2 separate regions of the Sus scrofa genome follow, and region 1 is linked to region 2. The links are chromatin contacts, called in public HiChIP or PLAC-seq maps. All regions are on one chromosome and are shown on one strand. The core of a region is the stretch at or near the end of the contact, and the rest is flanking DNA. Distances in the headings are between cores, read along the strand shown.

What was found. HiChIP or PLAC-seq counts read pairs in DNA pulled down with a chosen protein or histone mark.
Region 1: an H3K27ac HiChIP or PLAC-seq map of alveolar macrophages shows a contact between it and region 2. The contact joins the promoter of ZCCHC3 here to the promoter of FAM110A in region 2. A contact is called at or near these places in 1 of 47 Hi-C or Micro-C datasets (embryonic fibroblasts) and 1 of 2 datasets of contacts at active chromatin or transcription factors (alveolar macrophages).

Annotation. Positions count from the first base shown.
Region 1 is chr17:34,884,294-34,890,281 of Sscrofa11.1, reverse strand. It overlaps ZCCHC3 (zinc finger CCHC domain-containing protein 3), which reads left to right and starts at 4,650. Exons shown (of 1, transcript XM_003134368.4): 1 at 4,650-5,988. The coding sequence starts at 4,794.
Region 2 is chr17:34,435,752-34,441,779 of Sscrofa11.1, reverse strand. FAM110A (protein FAM110A) reads left to right here and starts at 4,051. Exons shown (of 2, transcript XM_021077747.1): 1 at 4,051-4,288.

The DNA of each region.
Region 1 (5,988 bases), core at 3,401-5,900, 450 kb before region 2:
CATGAATGTAAGTTGTCAGTAAATAGTAACCTTGATGTAGGCATCATCACCATTTTTTTTCTTTTCTTTTTTCTTTTTTTTTTTTTTTTTTAGGGCCGCACCCCTGGCACATGGAAGTTCCCAGGCTAGGGGTTGAAACGGAGCTGTAGCTGCCAACCTACGCCACAGCCACAGCTACACCAGATCTGAGCAGCATCTGTGACCTACACCGGTCTAAGGGCAATCCCAGATCCTTAACCCACTGAGTGGCACCAGAATTGAACCCACATCCTCGTAGATACTAGTCGGGTTTGTTATCACCGAGCCACAAAGGGAACTCCTGCGTTATCTCCATTTTACAGGCATGAGGCAGAAGCACATAAGTGGCTAGGCACATATGCCTAGTTGGGTTGACAGGAGTTCAGATTTTGGCAATCACTGAGCCACTACAAGCTTTGGGACCCTGAGCAACTCACTTTCCCTGACTGAGCCTAGTTTCCTCATCTGTGATTAGGAGCAATAATTCTAACCCACAGGTTTTTTTTTTTTTCTTCTCTTGCTCTCCAAAACCCGCTTCTTCTTTCGAAGTCCACCTCAAGGGACGCCTCCTCCTAACTAGCCTTTTAAAAATAGTGCAACATTCCAGGAGTCCCTGCTGTGGCACGATGGAACTGGCATTTCTGGATCGCTGGAATTCAGATTCAATCCTTGACCCAGTGCATTGGATTGAGGATCTGGTGTTGCTGCAGCTGTGGCATAAATCCAAACTGCAGCTGGGATCGGATCCTTGGCCCGAGAACTCCATATGCCTCAGGGCAACCAAAAAAGAGAGAGGAAAAAAAAGAAAAATAGTGCACATTCCAAAATTCTGTCAATTAAGAACCCAGACTAAGCTACCAAAAATGACCAATTCTGATAACCCTCTGCAGCAATAATCTGCCAGGAATGAGTAAAGGCTGCCCTCTTTAGATGGCCTTGGTGCCCATCTGGACTGCTCTGTTCACCAGGCACCCACCTGGCCCCTGCAGCTCCTGGTTCAGTAATCTCTACAATAGAACAATCTGACTGCCAGAACACTGCTGAGAAGAATGGCTGACAATTTTTAAATAAATTCAGTGAGAAATAAATATAGATGTTCAGGCTTTTATTCAATTCAGAGTGCTGATAGTGATCAACAACAATAAATGAAACTTTAAAAAAAAGGGCCCAAAGAGAATACCGAAAACTTGGATCTGCAGAATTTGACTTCAGAAAAATGGCTTTGATGGAACAAATGGCCATACACATACCAACAGAATCTTATGATAGAATAAGATACAGTTAGTAAAATTGAGATAAAGCCAAACTCCAGTCCACAGGTCAAATATTTTCAAAATATAAACAGATTTCTTAATAGAAACAAAAAAAGGGGGGGGGAGCAGTCGAGAAAAAAGTGCAGCCTTGGGGCGGGGTCCTGCTTCCTCCTCAAACTGTAGATATAGATATAGATTAGTATTTTTGAGTTCTTCTGCAGAACTAAAACCCCCAACAAATGAAAGATGGTAACTACTTGATGGAGCATTTTTCATTCCAGAAAGGAGGACCACCAGAACCAGTCCTGGGGCTACTAAACACCAGTTTGAAGAAGAATGAAAACTTGCAACTACTTTGATCCTCATCTGTGGCCCTATTTTCTACTCCCCAAACTATAAGACCATCTCCTACTCTCTCTCAAAGAAGGGCGCAGTCTTTAGGGCATTAGCCTGCTGTGACCTCCTTTGCCTGGCAAAGAAATAAAAACTATTTTTTCCTTAAAAAAAAAAAGCCTAATATATGATATAATATATATATATATTGCCATACACACATACATATTATGTGAGGGGTCCTGGGGTCCTGCCTAATGCAGTAAAACAAGAAAAAGTATAAGATCTGAACAGAAAGAGGGAAAAAAACCTTCATTATTTACAGACAATGTGATTGTCAACATAGAAAAGCAAAGTGATTCCAAATGCCATTGGAAATCTTAAAAGAGTTCAGCCTTATTGCTAGATATGAGTTCAGTACCAAAAACTCAATTGTATTTCCTTTAATTTTTTTTCTTTCTTTTTCTGACGCACCCATGGCATATGGATATTCTTGGGCTAGGGACTGAATCCGAGCCAGACCTGAGCTGCGGCCTACACCCCTGCTGCAACTGTGTGGAGCCAGGGCTAGAGTCCACGCCTCCACAGAGACAAACTAGATCATTAACACACTGCACCACAGTAAGAACTCCTTGTGTTTCCTTTAAATACTAATAACAAATATGTAGTTTCTAAAGATACCATTTATAGGAGTTCCTGTTGCGGCTCAGCAGGTTAAGAACCCAATTAGTATCCATGAGGATGCAGATTCGATCCCTAGCCTCACTCAGTGGGTTAAGGATCTGGTGTTGGTATGGCTGTGGCATAGGCTGCAGCTGGAGCTCAGATTCAAACCCTTGTCTGAGAACTTCCATATGCCACAGGTGCAGCCCTAAAAAGACAATAAACAAACAAATAAACCATTTACAATAGCAACCAAGGTACTTCGGAATAAATCCCTCCAAAAAAATTATTCAAGAACTTTTTGAAGAAAACTATAAATGCTATTGAAATTCATAAAATAAGACAAATAAATGAGAAATCCAGTAGGGTCATAAATGAGGAGATTCAGTATCACAACATGGCAATTCTGTATAAATGCAAAGCAAGCCCAATTAAAATTCCCAAAAGTGGTTTCCTGGCACTTACTAGTCTGGTTCTAAAATTTATACAGAGGATCCAAATATAGCCAAGACAACTGTGAAGAAGGAGAAGAAAGACTGTTTCCCATTTTAAAAAGAAACTGGAGTTCAGGCTTCTCTTAAAAACAGGAAGATCTGGCCACAGCGGGGACTGGAGTTGACTAGCAGCTGCCCGTATTCAGATAGAATATGTGCCCACCAGTTCCCTCCCCCCATTTCCTTATTTATGGTACCTTCCAGATCCTTATAGATATTTGATTGTATGCTGGAGTGGGGGTGGGGAGAGGGAGTTAGGGTATGAGGAATAAAAGGGATTATTTAAAATACATAGGTTCTGTTTGGTTATGCAAACATCATCCGCATGGAAAGATATTAGCAGGCAAGCAGAAAGAACAAAAGGGGGGAATGCGTGAATCTAAGATTTGACGTTTCTGGTTAATGGGCACGGACATGGGTGGAGGAGAGGGGATAGAGGAAAGCATGGCAGAGGTTATAAAGTGAGGGAACTGGAAGATTCGCACGGCACAAGAGTTGGAGAGGCTGGCTTCCTGAGTTCATACTGGAATTGGGGTAAAGGGAAAGATCTTAAGAAAACAACGCACGGGGCTCCTAAGAACTGCAAGAGAAATAGGAACGAATCCAACAGAGGCAGAAAGGAAAAATAACTTCTCCTGGAAACCCATTGTGGACCAAGCTCTTCCACCCAGGTTATCTCCTGAACCCCCATGTTAGTCCTCTGAGAGGAGATATTAATATCTTTTTGTTATGGATGAGCAAATTAAGCTATGAAAACTGAGGTCATTGGCCCCATGCGACAAAGCTGAGCTCTGAAGCAGTCAGATTCAAACCAGGGTCCCTGACTCCACAATCCACCTTTTCTTTCACTAAACCCAGAGGATCACTGGAACACCCTGAAATGCAAGCGCAGCTATGGCAAAGAAAACAACATGAGGAAAGGTGCTGTTAATCTCACCCCCTCAACCACCCAAATTTTATCAGTGCTTCCGAAGCACCAGTTGACACAGATGAGGGAGAAATAAGAGACTGTGTCCCCTGCTAACTTCAGTTAGGGAACCTGTTTTAGACGGGGGTTCCTGGAGAATCTAATCCAAACAGTCCTTGATCCACAATGTCAGAAGCAAAGAGGTAGAAGCCCCCCTAGGCATGGGGCTGCCTATTAATTCTGCCCCTTGACCAAGTGATTTAATCCCAATCTCCAAGCCCCTGCCGCTGGTAAAACGGGTGTATTCACGGGATTGTTTTGGAAGACTCCATGTGATAAAGCTTGCAATGTGCTTAGAACAGTTACTGGACACTTCAGCGCTCAATGTCATCGTCATCATGAATATGATGGAAGTCTTTTTTAAAAATAAGGCAGTCTGACTTACTTGGAAATGTATCAAAAAACAGGAGGTGAGGAGGGATAGAGGTAGTGTGATAAGGTCTATTAAAACTTTAATGACAGAAAGTTAAAATAGTTAAAAAGTTAAAGTGCACAATTCTTTCAACTTCCTATGTTTGAAAATGTCCATGATCCAACGTTGGAAAAATAATGCAGTGTGACCTGCTTTGAGAGGAGGGGAGAGCTAAGTTTTGTTTTTGTCTTTTTTTTTTTTTTAATAGAAAAGGTACAAAAACGAAAACAAAATGGGCGAAATCTTCCTCAACCCCGTCCCGCCTTCGGGCTGTGGGCCGTTTGTAAAGCTGCTTGAATGAAATCATCGAGGACCGCTTGCGAAATACCAAATCCTCGAGAGCGAGACCCAAGGCTGCCAAACTCTCGCAAGGGGCAGGGACGCGCTCCAAGCGCCCCATCCCGCTTCGATGCCGAGGAGGTGGGGTTGGAACGAGCGCCGGCGGAAACGCGGCCCGGCCGTTACCAGGGGGTTCCCGGCTCGCGGGGCCACTGAGCGCTGCAAGTAAATACCTTCGGCGGGGCGGGGGAGAGAAGCGTCGAATTTCAAAAAAAAAAAAAAGCCCAAACCCCCACAGCCCCGGGCGGGCGGGCGCGCGCGATGGGCGCCCTTTGGCTGAGGGAGCGAGTGGAGGATGCTGGGAAGGAGGTAAAATGGCCACCGGCGGCGGCGCGGAGGAGGAGAGGAAGAGGGGGCGGCCGCAGCTCCTGCCCCCCGGGCGCCCGGCGCCCAGGGCTGAGGAAGCTGAGGGCGGCCGCGAGAAGATGGGCTGGGCCCAGGTCGTGAAGAACCTGGCCGAAAAGAAGGGCGAATTCCGCGAGTCGCGGCCGCCGCGGCGGGAGGAAGAAGGCGGCGCAGGAGGCGGGCTTTGCGCCCCCGCGGGCCTGGCAGCGCCGGGCCTCGGCGACTTCCCCCCGGCCGGCCGCGGGGACCCGAAGGGTCGCCGAAGGGACCCGGCCGGCGAGGCGGCGGACGCCCGCAAGAAGAAGGGCGCAGCCGAGGCAGGCAGGAGGAAGAAGGCCGAGGTGGCGGCCATGGCGGGCCCGAGCAGGCCCGGCGCGGCCGAGGACGCGGCCGAGCGGCCTCCCCAGGACGAGACGGCGGCGGCGACGGGCCCCGGGGCGGGCCCGGGCAAGGGCCGCTTTCTCGTGCGCATCTGTTTCCAGGGAGACGAAGGCGCTTGCCCGACCCGGGACTTCGTAGTGGGCGCGCTCATCCTGCGCTCCATCGGCATGGACCCGAGCGACATCTACGCGGTTATCCAGATTCCCGGCAGCCGCGAGTTCGACGTGAGCTTCCGCTCCGCGGAGAAACTGGCCCTGTTCCTACGCGTCTACGAGGAGAAGCGCGAGCAGGAGGACTGCTGGGAGAACTTTGTGGTGCTGGGGCGGAGCAAGTCCAGCTTGAAGACGCTCTTCATCCTCTTCCGGAACGAGACGGTGGACGTGGAGGACATCGTGACCTGGCTCAAGCGCCACTGCGATGTGCTGGCCGTGCCAGTGAAAGTGACCGACAGGTTTGGGATCTGGACCGGGGAGTACAAGTGCGAGATCGAGCTGCGCCAGGGGGAGGGCGGGGTCAGGCACCTGCCGGGAGCCTTCTTCCTGGGGGCCGAGAGGGGCTACAGTTGGTACAAAGGGCAGCCCAAGACGTGCTTTAAATGTGGTTCCCGGACCCACATGAGCGGCAGCTGCACACAGGACAGGTGCTTCAGGTGCGGGGAGGAAGGGCACCTGAGCCCTTACTGCCGGAAGGGCATCGTCTGCAACCTCTGTGGCAAGCGAGGACACGCCTTTGCCCAGTGTCCCAAAGCCGTTCACAATTCCGTGGCAGCTCAGCTAACCGGCG
Region 2 (6,028 bases), core at 2,802-5,301:
CCACAGCTCACGGCAACGCCGGATCCTTAACCCACTGAGCGGCGCCAAACCCACAGCCTCATGGTTCCCAGTCGGATTCCTTAACCACTGAGCCACGACGGGAACTCCTGAGTTTTCTTTTAATTCACTGCCTCATTTTGTCATCCCATTGAATATCCTTCAAAGTGTTATTTATTTTTTAAAAAATAATAATTCATTTATTAGGCATAAAGTCCAAAAGGTTTAAAAAATATTTTCTAAAACGCATTTCTCCTTTCCCAGTCAGTCCAAGAGGCACCACTGGGACCAGTTTCGGAGAAGGGGGGGAGCTGTGAGCTTCCAGAGAAATTCACATTCAAGCAAATGCATATACAGAAAACACCCTTTGAATTAAACGAAACAAAACAGAGTCACGGGGTACACAGAAGATAGAGAACTGATCCGAGGCTGATTTCCTCTTGGTTTCCAGGTGAGTGGAGAGAACACTGCCAAGGACAGGGTGCTGGAGTGGGTGCGGAAACAGCCACAGGCTGGTGTACAGGGCGCGATGTTATCATTGTTCAGGTGTTGGGGCAGGATAAGGCACACGGCTCCTCCAGCCCCCGATGCTCTGGGCACACTAAGGACAGCTTGGCCACCTTCTTGTTCTTTTTTATTTTTTTGCTTTTTTAGGACCACACTTGCGGCATATGGAGGTTCCCAGGCTAGGGGTCGAATTGTAGCTGTAGCCGCCAGCCTACACCACAGTCACAGCAAAGTGGTTTCTGAGCTGCATCTGTGACCTACACCACAGCTCACGGCAACGCCAGATCCTTAACCCACTGAGTGAGGGCAGGGATTGAACCCGCAACCTTATGGTTCCCAGTCAGATTCCTTTCTGCTGCGCCATGATGGGAAGTCCCCACCTTCTTGTTCTTATGGGCTTTCCCTCCCCACTCCACACCGTGGGGAAGAGAAGGGACCAGGATGCTTTCGATCACTCTGAATTGGCACCAGATGCTTATAATAAATCCTCAAAAATAGGGGTCATCACCAGGATGCTGTTGGCACACGACGTTGCTCAGTGTTCTGGAATCCGAATGGGCCCAGATGATTTCTCTTTGTGTGGCCTAAACTGGAATCTGAACAAAGTTCTTTCTGCCCTCTGTTTGCCTCATTTTCCTCATCTGAGAATGAGGCTCAGGGTATTTTTTTTTTTTTGGGGGGGAGTACATCCGAGGCACATGGAAGTTCCCAGGCTAGGAGTCGAATAGGACTGCAGCTGCCAGCCTACGCCGCAGCCACAGCAATGCCGGATCCTTAACCCACTGAACGGGGCCAGGGATCAAACCCGTGTCCTTATGGATAGCAGTTGGGTTTGCTACCACTGCGCTACAACAGGAACTCCTAGGCTCAGGGTTTTTTGTGTTTTGTTTGTTTTAAGCTCCAGGGCATCCAGGGCAGATGAGCAAGCTTTGAAGATGCAGGCGTCAGCAGGGCTTTTCTCCAGTCATCTCAAATCTCTCTCAACCCTGGATGAAATCTATACATTTCAGAGAAGAATCTGACCACAACACCGTTGTTGTCACTCCTGTTTTAATGATGGGGAAGCTGAGGTCTGGGAGGCACCCTAGCAATGAGTTCACAGGGTCATATGCTTCTGTCAAATTTGATAAAGTGAAGTATTTTAACCTCAGTCTGTTAAAACCACCATCTTCTTCCATTCCGACGTCCCCTGGTGTCAGATGATGTTGGCGTGAGTGCGAGCCTTCTGGGGCTCTGGCTTAAGAGGACCTTGCCATTTAGTTTGGGTTTAGTGGTTTTACTTACGTGGTTTCCAGTCACTTTTATGAATAGTTAAATGATTTACCAACTGCTCTGGTATGGGAATGGCTTCCAAGAATACCCCCACCCAGCACAATGAGCTGAGTCCCCTGGCACTGTGACATGAAAATGCAGAGGCAGAGGTCATAGGTTGATGTGTACGAAGGGTCCTACGGTGCCCAGTACCACCAGCATGTGGTAGTGGAGGAGAGGTTTGAAATGGACACATGGAGCTGGAAGCTTGTTTGTGGAAACTACTAGGGAGGTATGTCGAACAGGTAATTCACAAAAATATTATTTTTCTGGACTTCCTCATGTTTGTAGAATTGATTGTTGAGGTTTCTTTATCTTTCTAACCAAATCATGACTTTATTACCTAATTTTATATCTGTAATTTTACAGTCCTTTTCTTCAATGAGACTCCCTAAATTGTTTAAGCCTCAGGAAGTACAAAGTCTGGACCTGTTTTACTTAGTTTTCTTTGTCTTTTAGGATCACAGGCTCCGCCTTTGCCTCGCCTCACCGCTACTGTCAAACAGGTCTTGTGCAGTTTCATGGGAGTATAACAGGATGGATGAGAGGACTCCTGCTGGATCCAGATAAACTTTAGTTTTCTGATCTATAAAACAGGAATAATAATATAATCTTTCGGAGCTCCTGTCATGGATCAGAGGTTAAGGAACCTGACTAGTATCCATGAGGATGCAGGTTCCATCCCTGGCCTCACTCAGTGGGTTAAGGATATGGTGTGGCCACGAGCTGTGGTGTAGGTCACAGACTTGGCTCAGATCTGGAGTTGCTGTGGCTGTGGCGTAGACTGGTGGCTGCAGCTCCAGTTGGACCCCTAGCCTGGGAACCTCCATATGCTGTGGTTGTGGCCCTGAAAAGACAAACAAACAGAAATAATAGAATCTTTCTCCTCAGATGGTTATGAAGTCAAGTGAGACATTGTGAGTATGGCCTTGAGCACAGTCTAGCAAGGGCACAGTTAGTGCTGGGTTTTGTATTTAGCTGGTCCTCACAGTCTCCTGTTGATGTCAGAGCCAGTCCTGAAATGGCTGGCTGTGCCCATGCCAGAGTACAGTCATGGTTAGCTAGGGCTACATTATTAGCCCTCTTCCCTCACCTGCCCAAGGCATGTCACAGTCAATGCTCAATCACTGACAATCCAATCAAAAAATGAAAAACACCAGTTGGGACGGAAAACAGTCTGACTCCAAAATGAGCAATGCCCTAGACCCAAACAGTGACTCACAGCTAAAAAATTCCCTCATCTGGAAGGGCTGAGTTAATTTTTCTAATTCTCTTTTTAAAATTTGTTTTTTGGAAGTGCCCTTGTGGCACAGTGGGTTAAGGATTTGGCATTGCTGCAACTGTGGCACAGGCTGCAAATGTCATGCAGGTTCAGTCCCTGACCCAGGAACTTCCACATGCTGAGGGTGCAGCCAAAAGAAAACAATTATACTGGTTTAACTGTTGGAAGCTTGGAAAATTCATATCAGCAAAAAGAAGAAATTAACTATTGCACATGTTAATACATAAATGTAGTCCATGTGATATTACAATTACATATTTAATGCATATTTACATTGTACATAGTACTTTGACACAACTTTTAGAAATATAAGACTTAGTGCTTTCCCCATATTTTAACGTCATTCTAAATGACTGCATAATATTTCTCATCAGAAAGTGAGGATAGTTAAAGGTACCTATAACTATGAGCACTGACAAGAGTTGTGTCATGAAAAATTACTTGTAAAAAGCTCTGTAAACTCAGTTCTTCTGCAGGATGGATTTATATATCCAATCTCCTTTTACTGAGCACTGAAGTTATTGCTGTTATTTTGCTACAGTAAATAAAGCTGGGCTATATTAATCTTGTTCATATATTCGGTTATTTCCTTTGTCAATATTGAGAGTGCTGGATATACGCTACTTCAAACTAACCCACTCACTCTGCAGATTGGGGAACAGAGAGGGAAAGGGGCGTGCACGGGCTCACAGAGCGAGTTAGTTGGAAAGTCAGTACTAGGAACCGGGAGTAAGTCCCTGCTGAGCAAGGGCAAGAACCAGAGGCCACTGGGGAGGTGAGAGGCGGTGAGGGGCGGGGATGGACCTCGGTGCCGCCGGCCAGGGCTCACCCTCCTGGCTGAAGCTGAGTGGTCGCCTGGCAACGCGGGCGGCGCGGCGTTCGAACGGAAGCGAGAAACCAATCAGGATGTCCGGGGCAAACCATTCCGGTGTGGTGGAGGGGGGAGCGGCGCGTTCACTTCCCCTTCCCCTGCGTCCCCAGAACTTTACTCTGGTGGGGGCTTGGAACAGTCGAGTCCCCTACCTCCTCTCGGGTGTTGAGGGCAGCTCAGAAGGACCTCCCGTGCTTCCCTACGCGGGGCTGGGGCCTCCCGAGACGCGTTGTGTGCGACCGTTCCCCGCCTGGGTCCGAGCTGTCAGCCTCCTCAAGACCCGCACTGGAGGAGCCGGACTCGCCTAGCGCGGGCTCCAGGTGAGGGCACGGGTGGCCCGGGGCGCCAGCCCGGGTCTAGGGGGTGCTCAGTTCACCCTGCGCCTGCTGTGCGCGTCCTCCCCGCGTGGTACCTGCGGCGAGGAGGTGGTACCCCATTTCACAAATGAGAACGCTGAGGCTCAGGGAGGCAGTATCCTAGTCTAGCAGAGAATCCGATACAGGTCTTTCTGCTCCATACCTCAGTCTCTAGTCTACGTTGATCTAAATAGATCTGCCTTGAGAGGCTCAGATGGGTCACTTTCTTAGCCTCTTATCAACAGGAACATGGACAGTAGAGCCCTGGCTGGAGCCCCATCTGGCTGTCCCTCTCCCGTGTCGTCCTGCGGGGTGGGGGTGGGGGGTCCCCTCCTGGACATCTGTCTTCACTTCTCCAGAAAGCCAGGGGGTGGACTTTGGGCTCACTTGGGATCTTTCTGCCTGTGGGGCTCTGAATTAAGTGCTGTCCCTCTCAGAGGCTCTGGTGGGACTGACATTTCTGGGCTAGGTGCCAGGGGGGGCTGCTCTGGCTCTCCAGTTGTTGTTGGATTCTTGGGAATCTACCACAGGTCGGCGGGAAAGGCTAGAGGCAGCCCCTCAACCAAAGACACTAGTCACCAGAGACTTTGGAGTTGGGGGTGGGCCTGGGATCCCTCCTGGTAGAGCATCTGACCAGGCTCTGTTTCCTGGGGACCCCCACCCCCTATCTCCCACCCCCAGGTTGCTGCTGTTGCTGTCCTTTTGTAGGTGGGGAAACTGAGGGTCTAAGAAGTTAAGCCCCTTGCCCAAAGTCATATGGTCAGACTTGGCAACTCTGGGGCTGGCTCCCAGTCTATCTGGCTTCAATCTTGGATTCCTAGACACTCAGAATGGTGGCATCTGGAAGTCTGGAATCTCTTTAAGTGGAGTTACTTACCCTCTCTCCTCCAAATCCACCTCCTTGGTGGGGGGGAGAGGAGTTCTGGAAGCTCAGAAAGAAAACAAGTCTTTCCTTCATTCTTTTAACAAATATTTACCAACTTCATATGGCCCCACCCTCCCCCTTCTCTATTTTGTTTTTCTCAGTAGCATTTACCGCGCTGATGTCCTATAATTTCACTTATTAGCAAGTTTATTATCTTCTCTGACTGGAATGTGACGCAGGGAGGGGTTGGGCTAAGTGAGGTAGTTACCTCCAGTGCAAAATTGAGGGGTGCCTAAAACCCCAGTAATCAAATGACTAGAGCTAACATTTGTTGATCATTTGCTGAGCGCTCTGCTGGTGGGAGTTCAGTCGATATGCAGCACAGCCCCCCAGCTCTGTCGCAATTACAGGTGCTTCCTCCTGACCTAGCTGTCCCACTTCTAGGTGGAGTGACAGAGGTGCAGTGAGGCTGCAGTGTGGTTTGTAATAGAGAGAGACGACACACATACTTGGTGGCCGTTGCTAGAGGCTGACAGGTTCTTTATGTACTGATGTGGCACAATTAATAACATAATTGATAATATGTTAATAACACATATTAAGAACAATATAACTGAGTTAAAGAGCAAGATGAAAACAGTACAGAGAGCTGTTGCCATATGTGTAAAAAATAGACTATATGTCCATTATTGTTTGTTTGTGACTAACATCTCACTGGGAGGACGTGCAGCTATCTCGTCGCAGTGATGCCTGCAGGGAGGGAAACTGGGGACAGGAGTGGGAGGGAGGTTTTTTTTTTTAACTTTATTCCCTTTAGAGCTTTTGAATTTTGAGCCACA